Regions from separate parts of the Oryza sativa genome. Here region 2 is linked to region 1. The links are chromatin contacts, called in public HiCAR-type maps. All regions are on one chromosome and are shown on one strand. The core of a region is the stretch at or near the end of the contact, and the rest is flanking DNA. Distances in the headings are between cores, read along the strand shown. Region 1 holds the start of LOC4349963 (NAC domain-containing protein 71-like). Region 2 holds the start of LOC4349979 (probable NAD kinase 2, chloroplastic).

Evidence for each region. HiCAR-type assays count read pairs that join an accessible place to other places.
Region 2: a HiCAR-type map of leaf shows a contact between it and region 1, with 2.5 times the contacts expected there. The contact joins the promoter of LOC4349979 here to the promoter of LOC4349963 in region 1. A contact is called at or near these places in 1 of 15 Hi-C or Micro-C datasets (seedling) and 1 of 4 datasets of contacts at active chromatin or transcription factors (leaf).

Annotation. Positions count from the first base shown.
Region 1 is chr11:4,353,623-4,361,023 of ASM3414082v1, reverse strand. It overlaps LOC4349963 (NAC domain-containing protein 71-like), which reads left to right and starts at 4,526. Exons shown (of 3, transcript NM_001423173.1): 1 at 4,526-4,789; 2 at 4,879-5,174; 3 at 5,723-7,155. The coding sequence starts at 4,624. The coding sequence ends at 6,250.
Region 2 is chr11:4,676,983-4,684,383 of ASM3414082v1, reverse strand. It overlaps LOC4349979 (probable NAD kinase 2, chloroplastic), which reads right to left and starts at 4,204. Exons shown (of 8, transcript NM_001423177.1): 1 at 3,887-4,204; 2 at 1,629-3,521; 3 at 750-871; 4 at 517-658; 5 at 205-426. The coding sequence starts at 4,072. It overlaps LOC4349978, which reads right to left. Exons shown (of 18, transcript XM_015761495.3): 16 at 7,285-7,367; 17 at 6,731-6,857; 18 at 5,928-6,648. The coding sequence ends at 6,541.

The sequences.
Region 1 (7,401 bases), core at 3,277-5,776:
CACAAATTGATCATATATATATGCTTCTGTCGATCATGTACTATTATTGTTACTAGTTTATTGTTGGTAATGACGACATGAACACAAGTTGACCTGGAGATGCATCTAGCTAATTGATAATTAAGCTTGGGCTCTACTGCTCTAGCTTTATAGGTGAGGGCAAGAAACTTGATGCCTGATGCTGGTGCTGGCCGCTGATTCGATCGACCGCAAACAGAAATTATGCAAGCGGCGACGCAATGCCACGTCCACTATTTTATTCAGTATTAACTACTAATTAATCCAGAGCTTTGCTTGTTTTTATGTGGTGTAGTGTTCTACTTGATTAATGCATTGCTTGTTACTAATTTCCACCAACATGATAGTTGAGCGTCGTCTGTAATTAGGGGGCGATCAAAATGATTGGTCTACTACTCTACTGTACAAGTGATGTGCCCATCAATACATATATATGTATGTAATGTTTATCCTTATCACCTTTTGAAGCTAGCTAATATATACTACCTTCACCCAAAATATATGACGTCATTAATTTTTTACATAACATTTGACTATTCATTTTATTTAAAAAATTAGTATAAATATGTAAAGGTACAAGAGTTAAAACTATAGTTTCTTTATGATAAAATAAGTTACAATAAAATAAATAATATTTGCATTCTTTAATAAAATAAATGGTCAAATATTATTAAAAAATTCAGCGTGTCACATTTTTTTGGGATTGATGCATGGAGTATATAAGTCATGGTGTCATATATATCCCTATCCTATTATACATGGACAGGATCACCAGAACTACTCTTTCAATTGAAGGTCCCATGAGCAAATAGGGTGTGTTAAGGGACTTGTGGAATTAGGACTCTGGTCATATATGTATCAATAGAACTTTCACCCCTGAGGCATTTCAGGGCTATCAACCGTACTGATTGGTTTGCTTCTTTCTTAATAATATTATTTTTGTTAATTATGGGCCAATATGGTCCATGTTATGATGCCATCCTTTGTTGTACATGTTGGAATATAGATATACTATATATAGATCTGGCTTATAAAAGATACCCTACAGTACAGCTAGTTTTTGTTAACACACAAGAGAATCTGCAGCCTATTATTAGACAAAAACTTTGATGCTGATTCGATCACAACCGCGGCGCCACATACATTTATTTTAGGTAGATGGAGCTTTCGTCGTCCTTGCATGTTTTATTGGCTGTCATGCTGCACCTAATCCATCAATCAATCAATCACTAATTAACTATAAATGTCAAAACTGCCTTCTTAGCCCCTCTCTGCTTCCTTCAATGGCAAGTGGGCCCGGGCTGCCAGACCACCTTGTTTCTCAAATGGGTAGGAGTGTAGCTATAAGTAGGTTCCCCAGCACGTGAGCTGGTGACTCATCTAATTGGGTCTTTGATTACATATAATGCAACTTGCAACTTCCTTTTATTAAATTCTCAAGTAGGATTAGTGTTAATTAATTGATCTTAGTTAATTAGTGCATGCATCACATATAAGTAGATGTCATGGATGATGCAAACATCTCTAGATCCCACCGTGGAATCTCCAACGCTCTTCCCATTTGCATAAAATCAAAACAGTAGTAGTGTTTAAGACAAGTGATTAGATTATTATTGACGGAATCAACCAGGTGTACCAGCAAGATTATTGGACGAATTGGAAATAGTATATTCCTTTTCCAATGAATTTCGTGGTAAAACCTTTGGAATCAACGTACACCGTTTAGTACCCAATTTGATTGGTTAAGTGAGGATGTATAAATATTTCTACATGGTATAAACTATTTTGAGATGTCAGTAGTAGTAGCTAGATAGTACAACAGTTTTGATTGTGTTATTGTAAAATCCATGTGCTATGTATATATGGTTCCTGTGCAGAGCACCCAATGATCTCTCATGCCAATTGTAATACTAGTAACTTAATTACTCACTCTGTGAAAAACGAAACTTCTACTTACGAATTTGGATACATGTTTTGCCAGACTCAAACACATAGGTTGATTTTTTTTCCAAGACATAAAAATTATTCTACGATATTTGTAGTGAGAGCTAGCTATATGCCTTCTAATCAAGAACAAAATATCTGTATCACAAAAAATACCCTCCAAAGAGAGAATAATAAATAACACATACCATCTTGTATAACTTAACCACGGTGGCAAGACAAAACAAATAATTTATAATTGCTCACTTTTGGAAGAAACAATAACATCATCAAACCAACATAGATAATTCAAGATCCCCTATTTCCATCTACGCAGAATTCAAAGATTCCAAAACAGCGGTACGGGTATGCGGCAAAAAAAAATTCTCCATATTTTTGTCAACCACATAACCCAATCGACAATAATGCGCAATAGACCAAAACCACACGCAAAACCGCAGCGTCAACCGGCCAGAGAAATAGAAAAAAAAATAGCCCAGACATCACATCATAATTAAAGTGATTACATCGATAGGACCATTTAAATAACCCAGAGATTACGACCCTAGTTTGACAAAACGGGACGAAAGAAAATGAATATACCGAGAACGGTGGCTCTTCGAAACCGCATAGGAATTAAAATCTATTGTCACGAGCCAAGGGGCGCAGCCATCGACCCCGTCGTCTCTCTCTCATGGCTAAACAAACATCCCTAGAGGCCAGCATGACAGCTTAGTGCTAATACGTGCTAGCTTTGGTAGTACAAAACTATAAGGAGAGTAGTGACAGTGACATAGCATAAACATATATGGGCACCGAATAATTAAATCTGCCGGAAAAAAAAATGTGCGAGTGGCCGTCGCCGTCAGGAAATTGCCATCATCCGTGACCCATCGTGCGGCTCATGCGCGCCGCGTCGGTCTCACCAAAGGGAGGAGACTTAAACTAAACCCGCGACTATTTCCACGGGAAGTGCTACCCTGTGTGAGGCTGACATGTGGGGTCCCAAAAGATTGACCCACGAAGTCTGTGTAAAAGCGCGTAGCAAATGGGTGAAGAGCAGGGTCGGAATCTCGAGCAGCCGCAGGTCGCCGCATCTGAACCTCTGGTTACTCCAGTTGGGCCGAGGTTTTGTCACTGAGATGTGGGGTCAACTATTCCGGATGGCCCACTGTCAGTGACTGTTAAGACAGAATCGACAGATGAAACAAAAAGAAAGGGAGGACTCGCAAATTTCTTCGCGCCACGCACGGTCGCCTAGCCACCGGTCACCGACACGTGGGGTCAACTCGTGGGGCCCACTCACGCGAGTCCTTACCCTACCTGCTGCTGCGTTTCGCCGCATCGGAACAGGTCAGCCACGTGGGGCCCCGCGCCAAAGGCGTGACGTGACGTCCTCCCGCCCCGCACCGCCACGTCAGCCGGATGCGGCGTTCCAGCGCCGCGAGGAGTCTCCACGTGCGCGCGGGGGTCGCCGGTCGCCGGGCCGGAGGAGCCACCACCAACCACCGTGATGAGCGCGCGCGGGGCCCACATCGCCATGGTCGAGTCGCCGCCGATCGTCAACGCAGGCTGCGTCGCATGGTGGTCCAGCAAGGTCACATGCATGCGTGGATGAATCTAGCCGTGAAACATGGCTGCGAATATGCGATAGGTGCTGCAAAAATTGTGCATGGTGCTGCCCATGTGAAACATGGAGATGCGAATCTCCTGTCAGGAAAATGAAATCCCGTCAAATTGTTTGAATGTGAAAAAAGCTTTTAAAGTAACCTCGAACTGTGTAATTAGAGAAAAAAACATAGTAGATGCTGGTCGTATCATCCGTTCTCTCTCCGAGCAGTATTGTATCACCCGTAAATAAAGTACGGAATATGTTTAATACTAGCTTTCGTAGAGAAAATTTCTCCGTCACAGTTTCGTCAAGACATTTTAAAGAATTATTCTACCTGCTGGCCACCTTGCCATAAACGAAAGTTGACCAAACTTTGAGTATATATTCATAAACAAATCACCACCATAATTAAATCAACGGAATCACAACTAATCAATGCTAGTGAGATCAGCGAGCCGTAAACCTATATACAACAAACAGATCCACGGCTCGGAATCTCCATGGCCTGTATTTACCACCAAGACTCCGGGACCCAGCAAGTGGGCCCCACCACATGACATCCCCGAACCCCCGGTCCCACCTGCATGCATGACATCCCCAAGGCCCGGGCCCACCACATGACACATCCAAAGCCACGTGGGCCCCACCTGCCAGGTGCGCGCCCTACATATTTTGACGGCTCAGATGCGGCCCAGGCCCACGCCAAAACAGCTGACGTCATCCATGACAAAATACAACCCCACGCCCCCCTACCCCACATCCGACCGCCCACACGTCCCCCCTGCCCCCTCCCGATGCGCGACACGTGTCAAACCCCTCCTCTCCGGTCAACCGCACCTCACCGGGCTGCCGCGCGGCCCAGCCCAGCAACTTGCACGTGCGTCACGGCGACGCCTCCTACCCCAACCAGTCGACACGTGTCCCCCCTCGCGCCCTCTATATATAGGCCCCCCCACGGCGGGGTAATGTTCCATTCCAAAACTTTCGAAAGCTTCCATTAGCGACTAATCCAGCCTTCGTTAAGGGTGATTAGAATTTGATTAATTTCAAGGCCTCAGATCGGAGATTGAATGGAGTGCGGTGGTGCGCTGCAGCTGCCGCCGGGGTTCAGGTTCCACCCGACGGACGACGAGCTGGTGATGTACTACCTGTGCCGCAAGTGCGGCGGCCTCCCCCTCGCCGCCCCGGTGATCGCCGAGGTGGACCTCTACAAGTTCAACCCATGGGATCTCCCCGGTAAGCAAGAGCAAAAGCAGATCGAATCGAATCGAGGAAATTGAAGTCGAATTCAAATTCAATTAATTGGGGATTTGGAATTGTTGCAGAGAGGGCGATGGGAGGGGAGAAGGAGTGGTACTTCTTCTCGCCGCGGGACCGGAAGTACCCGAACGGGCAGCGGCCGAACAGGGCGGCGGGGACGGGGTACTGGAAGGCGACGGGGGCGGACAAGCCGGTGGGGTCGCCGCGGGCGGTGGCGATCAAGAAGGCGCTCGTCTTCTACGCCGGGAAGCCGCCCAAGGGCGTCAAGACCAACTGGATCATGCACGAGTACCGCCTCGCCGACGTCGACCGCTCCGCCGCCGCCCGCAAGCTCTCCAAGTCCTCCCACAACGCCCTCAGGGTTAGTATTTACTTCTTTTAATTACTTACTTCTCCTAATCTAATCATCTCTTGCTTTCAATCATTTCTCCTCACCAACGAATTTACCCCCATTTTATTTTTTAAAATTCTACAAGGAAAAAAAACAGAAAAGAAATTGCCGTATACTGTATTTGTTCATATAGTGGTCTCAATCTAGAGAGCTCTAGGAAGATATGGGCAAATCAATCATCAGTAGAGGTTTGATAAAATGATTTTTATTTAAAATTTGAGAAAAGAATTTGAAAGGTGTGCCAAATTGGCAAGTTGCAGCACGCCTGAGTTGTCGCTTTCGTAGCATGGCTGTAGCCGCTAGGTATAGGCTCGGATGGCGTCATGGCTCACGCACGCGCAGATAGAGACAAGCCCGCGCCCAACCTTTATCGAATTTAACGTCACCTCGGAAAACGTAATCACACCGAATTTATTTACCAAAAACTTTTTACCACCACCACTCGCATGCATTCCACATCAATCTTGATCACTTTGCTAATAATTTCAGTTTTTTTTTTGGTTAATTTTTTTTTGCAGTTGGATGATTGGGTGTTGTGCCGAATCTACAACAAGAAGGGAGTGATCGAGAGGTACGACACGGTGGACGCCGGCGAGGACGTGAAGCCGGCGGCGGCGGCGGCGGCGGCGAAGGGTGGTCGCATCGGCGGCGGCGGCGGCGCGGCGGCGATGAAGGTGGAGCTCTCCGACTATGGGTTCTACGACCAGGAGCCGGAGTCGGAGATGCTGTGCTTCGACCGGTCGGGGTCGGCGGACCGCGACTCGATGCCGCGGCTGCACACCGACTCCAGCGGGTCGGAGCACGTGCTGTCGCCGTCGCCGTCGCCGGACGACTTCCCCGGCGGCGGCGACCACGACTACGCCGAGAGCCAGCCCAGCGGCGGATGCGGCGGGTGGCCCGGCGTCGACTGGGCCGCCGTCGGCGACGATGGCTTCGTCATCGACAGCTCCCTCTTCGAGCTGCCCTCGCCGGCGGCGTTCTCCCGCGCCGCCGGCGACGGCGCCGCCTTCGGCGACATGTTCACGTACCTGCAGAAGCCGTTCTAATTAACGGAACGTGACGCCTCTGCAAACGCTAATTAGCTCACTAACCACTGTCAGGTCGATCGTGTAATTCTTTTACCAGTCTAGGGTACAGCCAAAAAACCAAAAATTAACCGTGCTCGATCGATCGATCGATCCATGGATCGATGATCGCCTCCACCGGCAGATCAAAATCGAAGCAAAAAATCAGGGAGAATTCTTGGTACTTCCAGTACCTCTCGTCGACACCACGTGTCGGGTTTTCTGCACCGCGGATCCTCGCTGGCCGCATCGTAACGGCGAGCGAGGTTAAAAATAGTGGAGAATTCAAGAACACATCCCTGATTTTTGTTTCTGCCGGATGGGGAGTACCGTGAGCATGGTAGAAATGACTGGTAAAATTTTCGTTGATGATAGGTAGCCAGAGTCGATGTAACCAGTCGATTTTTTTTTTTTTTGGTTTTAGTTGACATGCCTTCCTGATAGATTCAGAACAAACAATAGAGAAGAGAGGAGAAAAAAACACAGAGGAGAAATTCAGAGACCAAAGTTCAAAGTTTTGGAATTTTCAGGGGCGCCAGCAGCTGATGGTATTGTCAGTCGTGTCTAGGTTCGTAGAGGAAATTAAAATGTAGAAGAACGGGTACTTCAGTTCACTTCAGGTTCGTTCGTGCCAAACAGGTCTCTGACACTTTAGTTAGGTTTTGATTTTTTTTTCTCTTTTTTTCTGGTTTTTTGTCGTTTGGTAATGTAATGTAAGGGTGATTGCGACATGGTATTTATGTGATTAGAGTCGCTTTCAGTTGGGTCTCTCGCGTGACCTGGAAAGCCAAATTTTGTAATGCAATTATCGGTAATAATAATAATAATAATAATAATAATAATAATAATAATAATAATAATAATAACAGTGCTGTAACTTGTAATTATAATACTGTTTCGATCTCTCTAGCCCTCTCACCAACTTGGGTGTAATTATTCATTGAGATTACAGGGGTTGGCTGGCACAAGTACAAGCTGGAAAACGAAAGGTGAGCTGCATCTTTGCAAGTGTGATGTGCCATACTGCCATGGCAAAGATATATATTGCAAGTGTTATTACAAAAAAACAGATAAGATTTGGCCATGCTGATGGTTGCCTGCACGAGCATGGCAAATGGTAGTTATTAATTAAT
Region 2 (7,401 bases), core at 2,955-5,454, 320 kb before region 1:
GTGGTTGTGACTTTTCTATTTCAATGCAGCTGCTGCCTAAACATTGTCAAGCATAATACAATTGGGAAAAGGGCCTAGCTTCATGACTCCAACCATTAAATCTCCAAACAGAAATAACAGAAAGAAAAACACCATGATGAACACAGCCACTAAGCAAAAATATGCTAAGAGAAATGTATTTCTCTAATAACTTCTGAATCTTACCTTTGTGATTAAATGGTTATGCTCATAGCATTCAATTTTGGACAGGTAAGGATTAGAACCCCGATCAACAACAACTTCATTTAGCACATCAAATACTTTTCCAGGCATTGCTTTTCCATTGCGAAAGATCTCACATCGTAGACGCATTCTAAGGGTTATATAAACTCCAAGTGTATTGTTCCCATGGATGACAGCCCTCAAGTCTTGTCTGAAACCTTCGAACTGAGGTAAACAAAATGATAGCATGCTTAGATTTGACAAATAAACAAGTTAACATGATAAAGTGTTGTCTGAAAGGAGGTTAAATCATACATTGTGTGAAGTCAGAAATCCAAGAGATCCAAGATTGAAAGAGACAACAGGTGGTACAGAAGTTCTAAATAAATTTGACGCATGCAGAATGACGCCATCTCCACCCAGGCAAGCAACGAAATCAACTCTCTCATGAAGGTCGCTGATTTTTAGCAAGACGCAATGTTAGTAAATATCAATATGGAAACTAATGTAACTTATGGATCAGAAACTGAAATATATGTAAGATGTACCTGGTATCCTGAGTATAGAAGGTCTGCACAAAACCATAACCAGGAATCCTAGCAAATATATCATGAACATCAGGCTCCACTAGAACATTCATCTTTTCTTGATGATGCAGAAATGAAGCAACCTGAAAAAAAATGATTGGAAGGTTTACAGAAGATCAAAAGCTATGCTTGTTTCCAAAAAGAGATGGGAATTATGTGGAAATACATGAAACATATAGCCTAAGTGGCCAGTAGTAATCAGTTTTTAGAAGAGAACTAAATCATGACCATCTTTGACACTCACAAAGATATGTTGCCAAAGAAAAACATACACTGCATGAGCTATACACGTTAAATCCTTAAGAGTTACTTCATCCACAACACTGTGAAGTCACACAAAATATCCATACCATGAAATGAGTTCTACCAGTTAAATCCACCGCACATGAAAAAGGGCTATTTTATCCAATCAATTCAATAACCAGCCAGACATGTCCATATTGATTCATACAGCTCATTTGAATTTTGACGCAAGAACTTGAATCAGAACAGTTGATCGATCAAAATATTCCTGATATAACCCTAAAGAGCTTTCAATTAATTGTTGCAGTCCAGCATCTTACTATAAACCAATGAAATGCTGACTGCTCAGTACCAATACAAAAAAGTAAGTGACTTCTGACCATGAAGCATACAACTTTCAAAAAAAAATATATTCTCTAACACTATATGCATCGTACAAGCCAATGATATGGATGTATATCATCCATAAGCAGGAAATGTAATGTTTCCTTTCAGATGATTCAACTATATTTTGCTACCTGACACAAGATGTATGCTGTATATGTGATTAGAAGTGTTAAAGATACATCCATAAGCAGGGAAATATTATGTACACACCTCTTTAGCTTCTTCCATGAGCTCATCACCTAATTTCTTCAATAGTAGGACAGTCTTTGGAGGAGATTTCCACATAAGCATCTGCTGCTGGGTGCTAGGATGCGTAAAAGCCAGAGATGATTCAGTTACTTTTTCTCTTGTACAGGAAAATCCATCAGTGCGTACTAGAAACATCTCTGCTTTTCTTCTTGACTGAAGTCTAACAACACCAGTTGCAGATGCACACATATTTCCATCAACATGATCTGATTTTTCTCTCTCCACATAAAGAGAACCGTTCCTTTCAGCAGATTTTTGTGATCCAAGTGGAGCATTGCCATTAGAATTGCTGGTATCAGATGTCCTAGGATCAACTGTTACAACTGAGGTTTCCATTTCCCTGTCCTCAACAGATGTGGAGGCTCCATTGTTGGATGGTTTTCCATTAGTAATACCTGAAGCAACTGATAGAATATAATCATTATCGAACGATGCTCCATTCGAACTTTTTAGAACTTTAAATTCGGCTGCTTCATAGTCAATGGCTCCATTTTGTTCAGCACTGAGACTTTGTTTTCTCCTTGAGACCAACAAGCTATTCGACCGTCTCCGAGGGTTTAAAACAGATTTTGGATATACCTTTTTGCTTCTAAAAAAGTCAGTCATCCCCTTTTTGGAGAAAACATCACAAGAAGGAAATTGTGCCTTAAGAGGATTACTCTCTAGTCTAAAGTTTGACTGAAGTTCTGTCCTGGTGCCATGCAGTTCACCTTGTTCAGTACTTTGTTCACTGGGAAGGGAATTAGTGATTTCCAGATTATGACGTGCTGTTTCAATGTCTATGTCACATGTTTCCCCCTCCATGGTTCTATCGGATTCCAGAGGTGTACCGTTTTCGCTACCTTCTGAGGAGAAACCTGGGCTGTTTGTGAGCTGTTCTGTTTGATCATTCCTCACATGCTTACCATTCCCATTTAATGAACGGTTCTGAGTAGCCAGTCTCTCAGCACGAGTGACGTACTGCTTCCATCTCGAAACCATCGCAGATGTCCTACTAATCCCTTCCTGGCTATGAAGATAAATGGGTTTCTTCGCACTATCAGACACAATTTCCGCGAATCGCTGAACCTGTTCAGCAGAGGGCGCAGTCCCAATCTCAACAGGCAAATTCACCACCTCTATCTTTCCCAATGAGACAGCTTCATGAATTGCTGAAAGGTACAAATCATCTTTAACATCTTCCTCCCGTAGATCAACAATAGTTTTGAATCCCTTCAACAATAACCATTCCAGTCCCTCCTCACTGACTTGCCCTCCCCTCCAGAATGCAACCTCTAACTCATCTGATAATGAATCATCTGGCACAGTTGAAAAGTACACCGGAAACCAATTCGCAAATAAAGTTGGACAAGGATGACCATCAGCCCTTGGAAAACCTGCATCATAGCAGGCATTCTTCAGCCTCTGCAGCTTCCTCCATATATCCAACCCTCGGGCCTCACTTGGCACAAGGTAGCTGGCAAGTGCAACCTGCATACTCTCACAGCATCGCTTCAAATCCCCACGGAACAAGGCGAGAGGTGGAATCTTATCCATTGTGCTGTCCTCAGATCCCTGAAATGCACTCGCAACACCTGATCGACCTGAGAGCACCTCTTTCCGGCCCCGGTTCAGCAATGCCAGCATGCATCCGAGCACGGCAGCGACCTTGTCCTCCAGTACTGGCAGGTCCTCGGTTTGCACATCATAGCGGACAGGGCACTCCCCTGTCTCTGGATCACAGAGTGCAGACATGACCGCAGTGTGGAGCTGCTCAGCTGCACGGAATATGCGGCAGTATGCCTCAATCTCTGCAATGTCGCCGGGCACCGGACCCACCCACAACAGTTGGGACAGGTCCCTTGTGTGATAATTCTACAAGAAATCACTTGATCAATCAACACATAATCATTTCACTTCAAACCTAATGAACTAGAAATCAAACTTCATATGCAGCTATCGGTACAAACAATCGAGAAACAAAAATTCAAGCTCATTTGTAGAGTACTATCAAACTGTTGTACTAAATGCACCCCAAGCCAGAGTACCAGATGATCTCAAGGTGAACAAAAGCACAGGTCATCACTCATCAGCCATATGTACAAGAAAGCAACGGAAATTGATAACTAAAAATCAAGAACTACTACGCTGCAACGACCCCCAGAAAGCAGCGCGGCAAGGACCGCCCCGCAGATATTCGACGAAATGCTCACGAGCGGCGGGCGATCGAACCGACGAACCTGGGAGTCGAGCCCGATCCGCGAGCTGAAGAACGACGCCCGCGCGGCGACGACGCCGCGCCGCCCCGCCGCCGCCGGCCTCCACCACCACCTCCCGACGACCCATGCGGCCGCCCGCTCCCCGGCGAGCGGCGGCGGCGGCGGCGGAAGCTTCGCGGGCCCGTGCCGCGCGCAGACGGCGAGCATCAAGCAGGGTCCCGCGGAGCCGGCGAGGACGAGGACGGAGCCTTTCGCGTGGCAGCGGCGGCGGCGGCGGCGGCGGAGGGAGCGCGTCGCTGTCGCGGAGGTTGTGTTCTCGGCGCGCTCTCCGATGGCATCCACACAAGTATTCGGCGGTGCGTGTGTAAAAAACTTAAAAAACCGTGGCTTTTTTGAGGGAGTAAGAAAGGTAATACTATTTTTATTATACTAGTATAATCTACTCCCTCCGATCCCATAATATAAGGGATTTTGAGTTTTTACTTGTAACGTTTGTCCACTCGTCTTATTCAAATTTTTTTGAAATTATTAATTATTTTATTTGTGACTTACTTTATTATTATATACAGTACTTTAAGCACAATTTTTCGTTTTTTATATTTGAAAAAAAATTTGAATAAGACGAGTGGTCAAACGTTGCAAGCAAAAACTGAAAATCCCTTATATTGTGGGACGGAGGGAGTATTATAGTAGTCGGTGGGTCATGCTGCTGCAGATGCCATTGCCAGATGGAAGAACACACAACACAAGCACAAAAAAAACAATGAAATTTGAAAGAAATAATAAAAGATGTAGTACACAATAAAACTTGGAAGAAGTCCGTAAGGAGGAAAAATTTTGTAGGCTTTTCTTTTTCTCTTTTGAGGTTGACATTTTTGGAGGTTTGTTAAATGGATGAGGTTCAAGTTGGGGATTATCATGGACCCACAATATGTGGTTGAGTTTCTAGACTGTTGTAGTTCAGTTAAATTGATGTGAAAAAAAGGAAAGAAATAAATGGCTTTATCCTTTGTTAGGAACTTTGGGGTGAAAATGATTTGTGTTGTCGAGGATTTTGGGGATGAAGAAGTTAGGAATCACTCGTGTTATGTCCAAAGTTATAGTGCCTTGTTGTTTGTATTTAGATAAACTCACTGCCTATAAGGTTTATTGCTTAGAATTGGACCTTTTTTTTTTATGAAGGGAGTATTTCATTACACAAGGGAACTCCTTATAGGAATTCATAAAAGTTTTCCACTAAATAGTCCTAACCTGTGAATCGTGAGAAGTAGGATGAAACCGGCCCCATTGTTTCGCTTATTCGAGCAGCATATTTACAAACGAAAAATAATTATTGAATAAAACTTTTATATACGTGTTCTTACTTCTTAGTGATCTAAAAGCAAAGGCTGAAAAATAAATTTCAATGAAAAAAAACCCTAAAATCAACTCCAAATAAATTTAAGGTTGAATATTTAAATTTTAGCTGATAAGCATAAGCGAAAAGACAAGACAACTACTACCTCCGTCCCAAAATAAGTGCAGCCGTGGATATCCGTGCCCAACGTTTGACCGTCCGTCTTATTTGTAAAATTTGTGAAAAATTTAAAAATATTTAGTCACATATCAAGTACTATTCATGTTTTATCATCTAATAGCAATAAAAATACTAATTTTATTTTTCAAATAAGACGAATGGTCAAACCTTGAACGTAAATAGTACAAAACTGTACTTATTTTAGGACGGAGGGAGTACAATGTTGCATGTAGGGCAGAGGGCTGGAGGCATGCCACTCTCATCCGACGGCATGTCACGTCTCAAAGCATGATAGGACGGCGGCATAAGTCATCATCACAGAAGTCTTCTCATGCAAACCATCTCCAAATGGCTTCGCTGTTCAAATTCAAGAAACACATGCCAATTTGAATAAAAGTAATTAAGAAATATCCCACATTCTTATCCCCAATTTGATTAAGTAGTAATTAGGAAATATCCCGCATTCTAATTTCCAAAGGAGGCTACTCGTAACTTGCAACTGCAAGTCAGTAGCTCGTGTGGTCGACCAGAATAGATCACGCAACGTTGTGTTACTTACAGACAGATTACTTGCCTGTGTTAAATTTTCCGTTGAATTGTGCAAAACAGCCAAATTGTAATTCGAAACAGGACAAAGTTTGGCCCTTCAGTTCTGGACTCTAACCTGCTTCTCCGTCTTTCAGATCTGCCCCTGTACATCATACGAGAGATGAACAAAATTTGGCCTCTGGTGCTTTCATAAGCCAACCATAACACCAAGTCACCAACTGAGCTGCTAAATACTAGAGTGTACAGCCTTTTTGACATGCTACACGCTCCAGAGCCACTGTACTCAACCAAAAAAAAAAAGAGCGTCTCCATTAGCTTTGCTACCCTCGGATCTAATAATCAAGAAACGTTCTTGGTAATATACAGCTGGGTTAGATTTACTGGATGCCAAAGTTGAGGTACAGGCACTTTGCTCAGTGACATTCCATGAGAATCTTCTGAACTTGGTGACCATTCGCACATGTTCTCTGCCTTGGAATAGCCTCCAGATTATATTCCATCTGTCTTGCACTCTTGCTGTCTTGCTGAAAAATACCAACAAGGCTGGACAGGTAGATTTCATGATACTATTGTTCTTCCACTGCAATTTATGGACAGATCTGATCGTCTCCTAAGTATCGGAAGACATTTCAGCTGCCGGGGTGACATTAATGCTCTGAGAACGAACTCTGTCGATAATCTTTTGCCTGCCAGTCAAATCTTCTTCATAGCCAACGACCTGCGCAATAGACCGGTGCTTTGCATGAGTTGGGCACTGGTGGTATAAACTTGCCAAATAGGAAGCACAATAGACTGCAAACCTGAGACTCAGTCTGAGTTTCACTGAAAGGATAATAGGCAGTGGCTGCGGCAGGAGGGGCAGCAGAGGTGGTGGCTGAGTTCCCACTTTGAACTTTCGTGTCAGGGGTGCTGTGTAGCTTCTGTGGCCTGAATGAAAAAGATGGCAGCGAGGGAAACACATTGAGATGCAAGTGAGTAAATACAATGCAACTATAAAATTTCTGCTGAGTTCTGATAGTAACTGCATATGTTGTTTTATGTGAGATAAGGATTAGGAAAGAGAAACATGCTGATCTGTTCAAATTTGCATGTTAACATTGCAAGCATTAGCAAGCAGATATCTGTGATTGAATAGATCGGTGTATACAGGATTGCAAAAGCTATTACAATTAGGGACGATCTACAGCTTGATAAACAAAAAAAGGAAAGTTATAGTAGCCATAGAAGTTTATATTTGCAGAATAATCCATTATCCCATGTAGTTGTGCACTTTAAGGAAATATACAAAAATCAGAAGTTTCGATGTTCCTGTATGACAGACATGATGGAAAAGGCTGAACAATGACCAACTTACATGTTCAACCAGTGCCTTGAAATGCCAAAAGAGTGTGTATTTTCCTGATCTTGATTAAGAACAGAATCATCGGGTGCAAAAATCTGCATTAGAAGTTAAGGATCCTAGAAATGATGA